Linked DNA regions of Rattus norvegicus: region 1 is linked to region 2. Evidence: chromatin contacts called from public Hi-C data. All regions are on one chromosome and are shown on one strand. Each heading gives the region's core, a stretch centred on a gene start, on an enhancer-like site or on the middle of the called end of the contact. The rest is flanking DNA. Distances are from core to core; before and after follow the strand shown.

Evidence for each region. A called contact is a pair of places that touch in the nucleus more often than the background predicts.
Region 1: a Hi-C map of frontal cortex shows a contact between it and region 2, with 2.8 times the contacts expected there. The contact joins two enhancer-like sites. A contact is called at or near these places in 4 of 12 Hi-C or Micro-C datasets (the A7r5 cell line, Schwann cells, frontal cortex and 1 more).

What each region holds. Positions count from the first base shown.
Region 1 is chr14:103,914,815-103,918,165 of GRCr8, forward strand. The region is part of intron 3 of LOC100909672 (a long non-coding RNA gene); the gene reads right to left. Among named protein-coding and RNA genes, the nearest start is that of Fancl, 530 kb to the right of the region's middle. Within about 2 kb of position 1,452, at least 13 of the 93 cell types and tissues checked have an H3K27ac peak or open chromatin away from gene starts, as enhancers often do.
Region 2 is chr14:102,213,781-102,217,595 of GRCr8, forward strand. No RefSeq gene overlaps it. Among named protein-coding and RNA genes, the nearest start is that of Bcl11a, 16 kb to the right of the region's middle. Within about 2 kb of position 1,676, at least 16 of the 93 cell types and tissues checked have an H3K27ac peak or open chromatin away from gene starts, as enhancers often do.

The DNA.
Region 1 (3,351 bases), core at 202-2,701, 1.7 Mb after region 2:
CTAGGCTTGCCTTCTATGTGTCCCAGGGGGCTGCACAATGCTAGGCCCCCAGCATAGTACCCACAATGCACAGATACTCAGAACATATTTGTTGACAACTGAAAAACAAATACAGATTCACAGAAAAACAGTGTGATCACCAAAAAAAAAAAATATGGATGGAAAAAATCAAATGGCAGGGGCCGCCTGTGTGCACAACACCGGCAAAGCTGTGGGAAGGCTGGCAAGTGGGCTTCAGCAGGGAAACAAAGCAGACACATCAAGGAAGACTCCCACTTCCCTCCTGTTGCCATTTTCTCTCCTTTCCTTCCTCTCTCCCCCGCCCCACCCCCTCAGAGGGTCCTCTTGCCAAGGAGGCTGCTTGATCGGTTCTGAGCAGCCTGTGCTCCCTCATAATTGATAAATGGAGGTGTTTTCCAATCACCTTATAAATCACAGCATGCAAATGCTCACAATCAGGTTGGGGAGGAGAAGGAATAGGTTTAAGAAGTCTGAGTATCTTGAAAATAAAGAATACCTCTTGCCAAACGACAAGGATAATTTCTTTTAGCATAATTGCCTGCCTAGGTATTAACCATGAAATTATAGAAGGAAAAAAAAACAGCACCGATAACAGATATTACTATTTCTAAGGGAACAAAACAGCACGGAGTATTCCAAACCACTTTGTGATCATTAAATTACATAACCTGTTATGCTCTAAACTGAAATGGCTTCTTTTTCCACTGTATGCTAGCCTATTTTCTGCCTCAAATTCTCTTGGAAGTAGGTGTAATATGAATATCAAACTAATTTCTATTACATAAAAAGAAAAAATGTCACACCCCAAAGCTAAAGAGATCAGAATAAAAACAGCTGCAGCATTTGTCACTCTGAGAGACAAAGGGTTAATAAAATAAGAGACATCTATAATTGTTGAATTATTTTTTATTCAGCACAGTGTTCACAAGAGGGGTTTCTCTAATTTCATGGGAAGCTTGGTTAAATATTATATTTCTATGACTGTTTACAGCCAGAAAGTGTGGATTTTTGTATACAACAGACTATTGTTATGATTCTACCTAAAGAAAGCCAAATTAAAACTGATTTACTAAATAGGTTAAGGATAGCACCCTCATTCACGATCTCAACCCCATTTCATGCTTAGACAGGCAGATCTTAATTATACACAAAAGAATACAAATGTTATTAGCATGATAATAATTATTTAGGAGATGTCCTCTTTTAAAAAAAAAATTAAACCGGTATTGTCAATTCTGCAGCTACATTTTTTTTCCCCCAGCACAGTGACAGCTTTGCTCGTCACAGATATGTTCAAAGTACATATACAAAATTCAAAGCTATGCAGAAGATCTGGACCGTCTGAGCTGGATACGCAGAGCCGGAATGCAGCTCACACTAATCGTCATGTCCTACCCAGGCTACTACATGCAAATACAATCCTTTGTGACATTCTGTCAAATATTTGGAGCATCCGAGGAGGCTCCTTATCACACCCCATGCCCATGTCCTCATCGACAAGCAGGCACCCGGTGCCACCACAGACACCGACTCCAGTTGAGCATAGGCATAAAACAATGCTAAATTAGTGAAGAGAAAATTAAAAATTGACAGGGAAGTAGCTTAGCAGGCAGGGTCCGGGCGAAGTGAAGTTTACGTTACTGCTTTGGGAAGATGCCTGAGGTAGTCCTGAGAAATCTCTGCAACTCCACCCTGGGTCTCTGTGTCTGGAGATGCAAATATTGCGTACAGTAGCCAGCACACGACATAATGGGTCGACGAGGGTAGAGGTCCCGCATTTGGAAAATCTACACTTGGGGTCAATATCTATTGTCAATGAGCCCACATAGGATCAGAGGGAGAAAACGCAGAAGTGTCACAGGACTAAAGAGTTGGCTACAGTACAAGCGATGTATTTTTGAACATTAATTCGCCAGAAGTGTATCTGTTGTCTGTTGCTCCAGGCTGCGATTTTAATTATTTCTGGGACAAATGGATCAGTGATACACTGAAAATCTGTAGGGCTTCTTGTCAAATTAATAAAATAATAATGAAAGTAGTCATCTCCAACTGCAAACTGTCACTGTCTTTGAGAGGTCCGTAGTCATCTACATGGTTAAAAAACGGAAATGCTTTTGCACCCTATTTGGAATCCTAAGTGTGGTGACATAAAAATAGATTGTGTAGTGTCCATTGTATACAGTGACACCCACTGTGACAAAGCCCGAGCATGTTTAATGACCTTTTTAAATCTTATACCTAGAGTCCATAAAAACATTGTAATTCAGTTGTAAAACACACTTTAATAATCAAAATGCAGCTGTTAAAATAGCATTGCTCATAATTCTAACTTGAGGCAATTTTTTTGTTTTTAATGCAGAAGAGCAGACCACAGTTTAAAATTCCTATGAGGTCACTATTGGCCATTACAGTGTTTTTTTGCAACTTAATAATGGATGTTTTAAAGTTTAAGTGCAGCCTCAGGCACTCAGAGGCGTTTATTACAAATCGCTGGTTGCCTCCCTTATGCAGAGAGGAATAGCATTTACATACAGTAGCACGGATTAATAAGATAAAAAATTTGAAAAAGCCGTCAGTCAGAGAGTGAAACTGGTGCTAATAAAGCCCACTATATTCTTCGGAAATATCAAGCCGTCTGTTCCAATATTTTGCCATTCCCCATGAGGTATACAAATCCAAATCAGATAAGTCTCAAGCCATGCCAGAGACATGCTGCGCTGTTCTCCAGTGGCACTCGGCTGAATCTTTTATTTATCTTTAGAGCAATTGTACATTCTAGTACACTAAAGACTGAAATAAACTGCCCATCACTCATCAGAAAGTTTCATAAAACGGGGCCCTCTCCTTCCTTGTTTGCTAAACCATGATTAGCGAGAAAAATGCACTGGGAAGCTGTATCACGGGCAAGGCAATGTGATAGCAGGCATGGGACCTGTGAGCAAGGGCTAGTTAAACAGAACCATGTCTTGCCGGGTTGAGATGATGCTCACAGGAAACCAGACCTATAGGAGAGCAGGCTGCTTTAGGAAGAACCACCTTTGCTCTTTGGTCGTAGGCTCTCACCCGAAGGCAGCGGGGAAAGAGAACACCAACAGGCGCACATAATTTCACGCGATGATTAGACTGCGAAGACCCTCGTTATAAAAAACACTGTGTCAGTCTCCTAAACTGCAGCTTGACAAAGCTGCACGTGGAGTCGTATCTGCCCCTCGGAACACTGCTAATTAAAAAGTACAGCCGCTAGAGCTCTGGTTGGGGATGAAGCTGCCCGTTGTTTCCAACCCAAGTGAACATTGATAAAGGAAATTTATTTATTTATACATAATTATT
Region 2 (3,815 bases), core at 426-2,925:
ACACACACACACACACACACACACACACACACACACACACACACACCGTACACAAGACTGTGACATTAGAATTCCTAGGAGGTATAAAGTTAGCCTTAGAAAATGAAATAAACTTTGGTTTGGCAATTAAAGAATGCACGAGGATATTAAGTCAAAGAATAATATGTCTGAACTATTAAATTGTTTTCAGGAGGTTATTAAAAATGTATTTCAAAGTACCAGAGTGGCAGGGAAAAAAAAAAACCCACAATAACTTAAAAGCAGTTACATTTTGCTTTGCTCATGAGGAAACCTACTGGATTTCACTCAGCTTAATTTCCATCCAAGTAGAGTATTCCAGAACCCCAAAGGTCCTCTTGAAGAGCCAAAGGTCCAGCCCCCTCCCAATAGTGACACATTTTGAATAGCGGCAGAGCACTTCAGCAGTCACGTGGGGATGGCAATGTATGGATTTTCCAAGGTTCCCAGTGTTCAGCCCAGGATTAGGACTGACTCTCAGAAGGGCCAACAAAACCCAGACCAGATCCCGGAGGGGCAGGAAGTGCAAGCTTAGGCTATGAGCAGAGACTCTGGTGTCTGACCAGCCTGTGTCTGGGTCTTCAAATGGTTAATTCCCCCAGGCTGTCATATTGCATAAACAGATCCTCCTTTAATAAAATTAATTAGGTTCTGAGCTTTATAGGGTGATGCCCACTGACCCTTTACATACCCATTGTTCCTAGATCCAAGAGGAAGAAAAAAGGAGAGACTGCCCAATAGGCAAGAGAGGGAGAAAAGTTGAAAGATTAGAAATGCCAAATAGAAGCTTCGAGGGTGTGGGGGGAAGCTACTGTACGCTTCTGAACCCAACTTAACAAACAAGTAGTCTGGGCCTCAATGACCACCCCTTTCCCCTCGCAAAGGAAAGCAAGAGCGCGGTGGTGGGGTTTTGTTAATTTCGCTTTTTACACGCACCATGGAATCCAGGCTGTGCCGAGCTCTTGAGAAACACGAGAGTAATTGCAGATTGGGCTTTAGGTGATTTTTTTTTTTTAAGACCCAAGGCGCAGGGCGGGGTGAGGTGGAGGGCACCAGGAAGAGCAGCAAGAGCCCAGCGGGAGCCTGCAAACCTGATGCCCCCTCCCCCGCGCTCTCCCATTTTTTCTGGGTGTCCACTAAGTGCTATCCTTGACATTTCATGGCACAAGTTGCTTCGGATAGTCTTTTAAGTTTGCTGAGGGAACTCCTAGAAGATGGGAGCAGGGGCTGGGGTAGGGAAAGAGGATGCGAACAGTGGTGTTTTCCCCCTTCCTTCCTTCCTCCCTCCCTTCCTTTCTTTATTACAAGAGGGGTTGAGGTCCAGATCCCTGGGATTATGTAAGAGCATCCTGGCCACCTTTTGCAAAAAATAAAATCTTGATGCACAGCAGCAAATGTCGGCCGGTTTTTGTTGGGGAAAAATATTTTTTGAAAGGAAAGGAAGAGGAGGAAAAAAATCGCCGACCGGATGTTTCCAATTACAGTGGAGACAGAGAACAGAAGGGGGTGCCCGCGGGGGTGGGGGCAGCTGCAGTGATGGGCAAGATTTGGAGAAGGTATAGGGTGGAGGTGGGAAGGGATGCGGCAGGGCAAAAAAGCAAGGAAACAAGCCTCTGTTAGGAGAAGGGGGAAGCAGGAAAATGAAGCAGAACTAGACAAATGACAAAGTGTTGAGCGTTGATTTATCGCAGAAGCCTCTGGTCATTTCCATATATTGAAATGCGCCCAAGCGGCCAGTCAGTCAATTTCTCTGGAGCTGCTGCCGCTGCTGCCCACGGGCTGCCCACGTGACTCCCTCTCAGTCAGCCTCTTACCACCCAGCCCCGGGTGCAAGGAAGAGGAGGAAAGAAAGAGTGTGAGGCGGCTGTGTGCCCTAGTGGGCGGTGTGGATGGAGAACGACACATCGTGTGTGTCTATGGGGAAGGGGGAGAGGGGGTGCGGCCCAGGCAGGGAGAGGTGGGATCCAAGGTTAACATTCTTACCTCTCTCTCCTCTCTCTCTCTCTCTCTCTCTCTCTCTCTCTCTCTCTCTCTCTCTCCCCCCCCGCCTCCCCCCCCCGCCTGCCCCCCCCCCCCCGCCCCTGACGCTTCTCTTAGCTTCTTTATCTTTTCCCTTCCTTCTTAATGATTTAGAATGGGGACAGAATGCAGAAAGAAAACCTGATCTGCCTCCAAACACAAAATGGGGATGGGTGTGGAGGTGGGGATATTTAAGTCAGATTTGATTTTGGTGTCTTTGATATGATGCGTTGCTTTAGTAGTTTCTTAAAGAAAGGCACGAGTGTGTGTGTGTGTGTGTGTGTGTGTGTGTGTGTGTACACGCGCTACACACACACACACACACACACACACACACACATCCTAGATAAAAGCCAGTGAGTTGTTAAAAATGAATTTGCAGCGTTGGAACTGTTAGCATCATTCAGCAAGCAGCAAGCTTGATAATTTCCAGGTGTTGGGGAAAGCCGTTGTCCGGGAGCTCTCGCTGAGCTTATAAATCCCTGTTGGGAGGGAGAAAAAAAATCTTTGGAGGTGAATGAAATATCAAATCACAAGACTCCTATGTAGATTTATGATTACATAAGAGGCTGATCATTTCCATATACTGAAATGTACTGTCCTCCTGAGTCTGCCCAGCCCTTCCAGAAGACTAAGCGCTCAGTTCTGCCTTGATCAATGTTGACTATGAAGCAAGCGAGGGAGGGAGGCGGTGGAAAGCAGGCTGGCACCAGATGGAGCAGGGTCTCTGGAAAGGTCAAGGTTAGCCCAGGCTGCTATTGAGTCGGTAGCAGCCTCACAGATAGATCTCTGCCTCGAAGGCACCCACTGGGGCTTCTCAAAATCACATCTAATAGAAAAGGCAGTCACAGAATGAAATCGCTTCATCTGAATGCTAAAATTGTTATTAGGCTACATTAGAGAGATATCAAGCACGTGGTTACCAAAAAAGAGAGCATGCCTAGCGCCTAGCGGTTTGTGTCTGAAAGAAAAGCTATGAATATGTTGATAACATCAATAATGGGCAGGTTGAAGATATATATATATATATACATATATATACATATATATATATATCCCTGAACACCAGATTAACATATTAAATGAACATTTTTTTTTCTTTTGCAGAACTGCTTGTAGTTTGAATTGCTCAGAATTCCTTGGGGGAAAGGGGTAAAAAAAAATCTTTTATTCCAGAATAGGTGACCCTTGCTGAACTTCAAGTTTGACTCCTGCCAGAAATTTTGTGGGTGGTCTTGGCCAGGTGCTGCAGATTCAGTGTAATCCATCAGGTTGGAGGTGACCCTGCCATAGCACGCAGCCTTTTTGTTTGTTTGTTTGTTTGTTTGTTTCTGGCTTTGGACCACTGGCTATCTCTCTGTCAGAAGCTTCCTCCTCCCTGCCCTCGTTTTCCTCTTTCTTGGGGACAGAAACGTTTCTGAAGAGACATTTTCTCTGACAGACAAATCCTATTCTAGGAAAGAGACTGGGACCAACCTGTTCCAGCAGCCACACTAGCATTTTCAGACATTTTCTCTCCTCCAATTATTGTAATGAAGCCCATATTAGCTGTTTTTAACCTACAGCACCACCATACCTTAAAGAAGGATTTAGTCTTGTAAAATAAATGTGAGCTACACTAGATTAAACATGATGACTGCACTCCAAGGGTTAATAAATTTAGAATTAATAGATCATCTCAGCTTGATAACAGCTACTACAGGTGATTTAATATTCAGCCCAAGTGGGTTGATAGTCAGCTCACAAATACAGATACGATCAAACAGTCCCTTGATTCA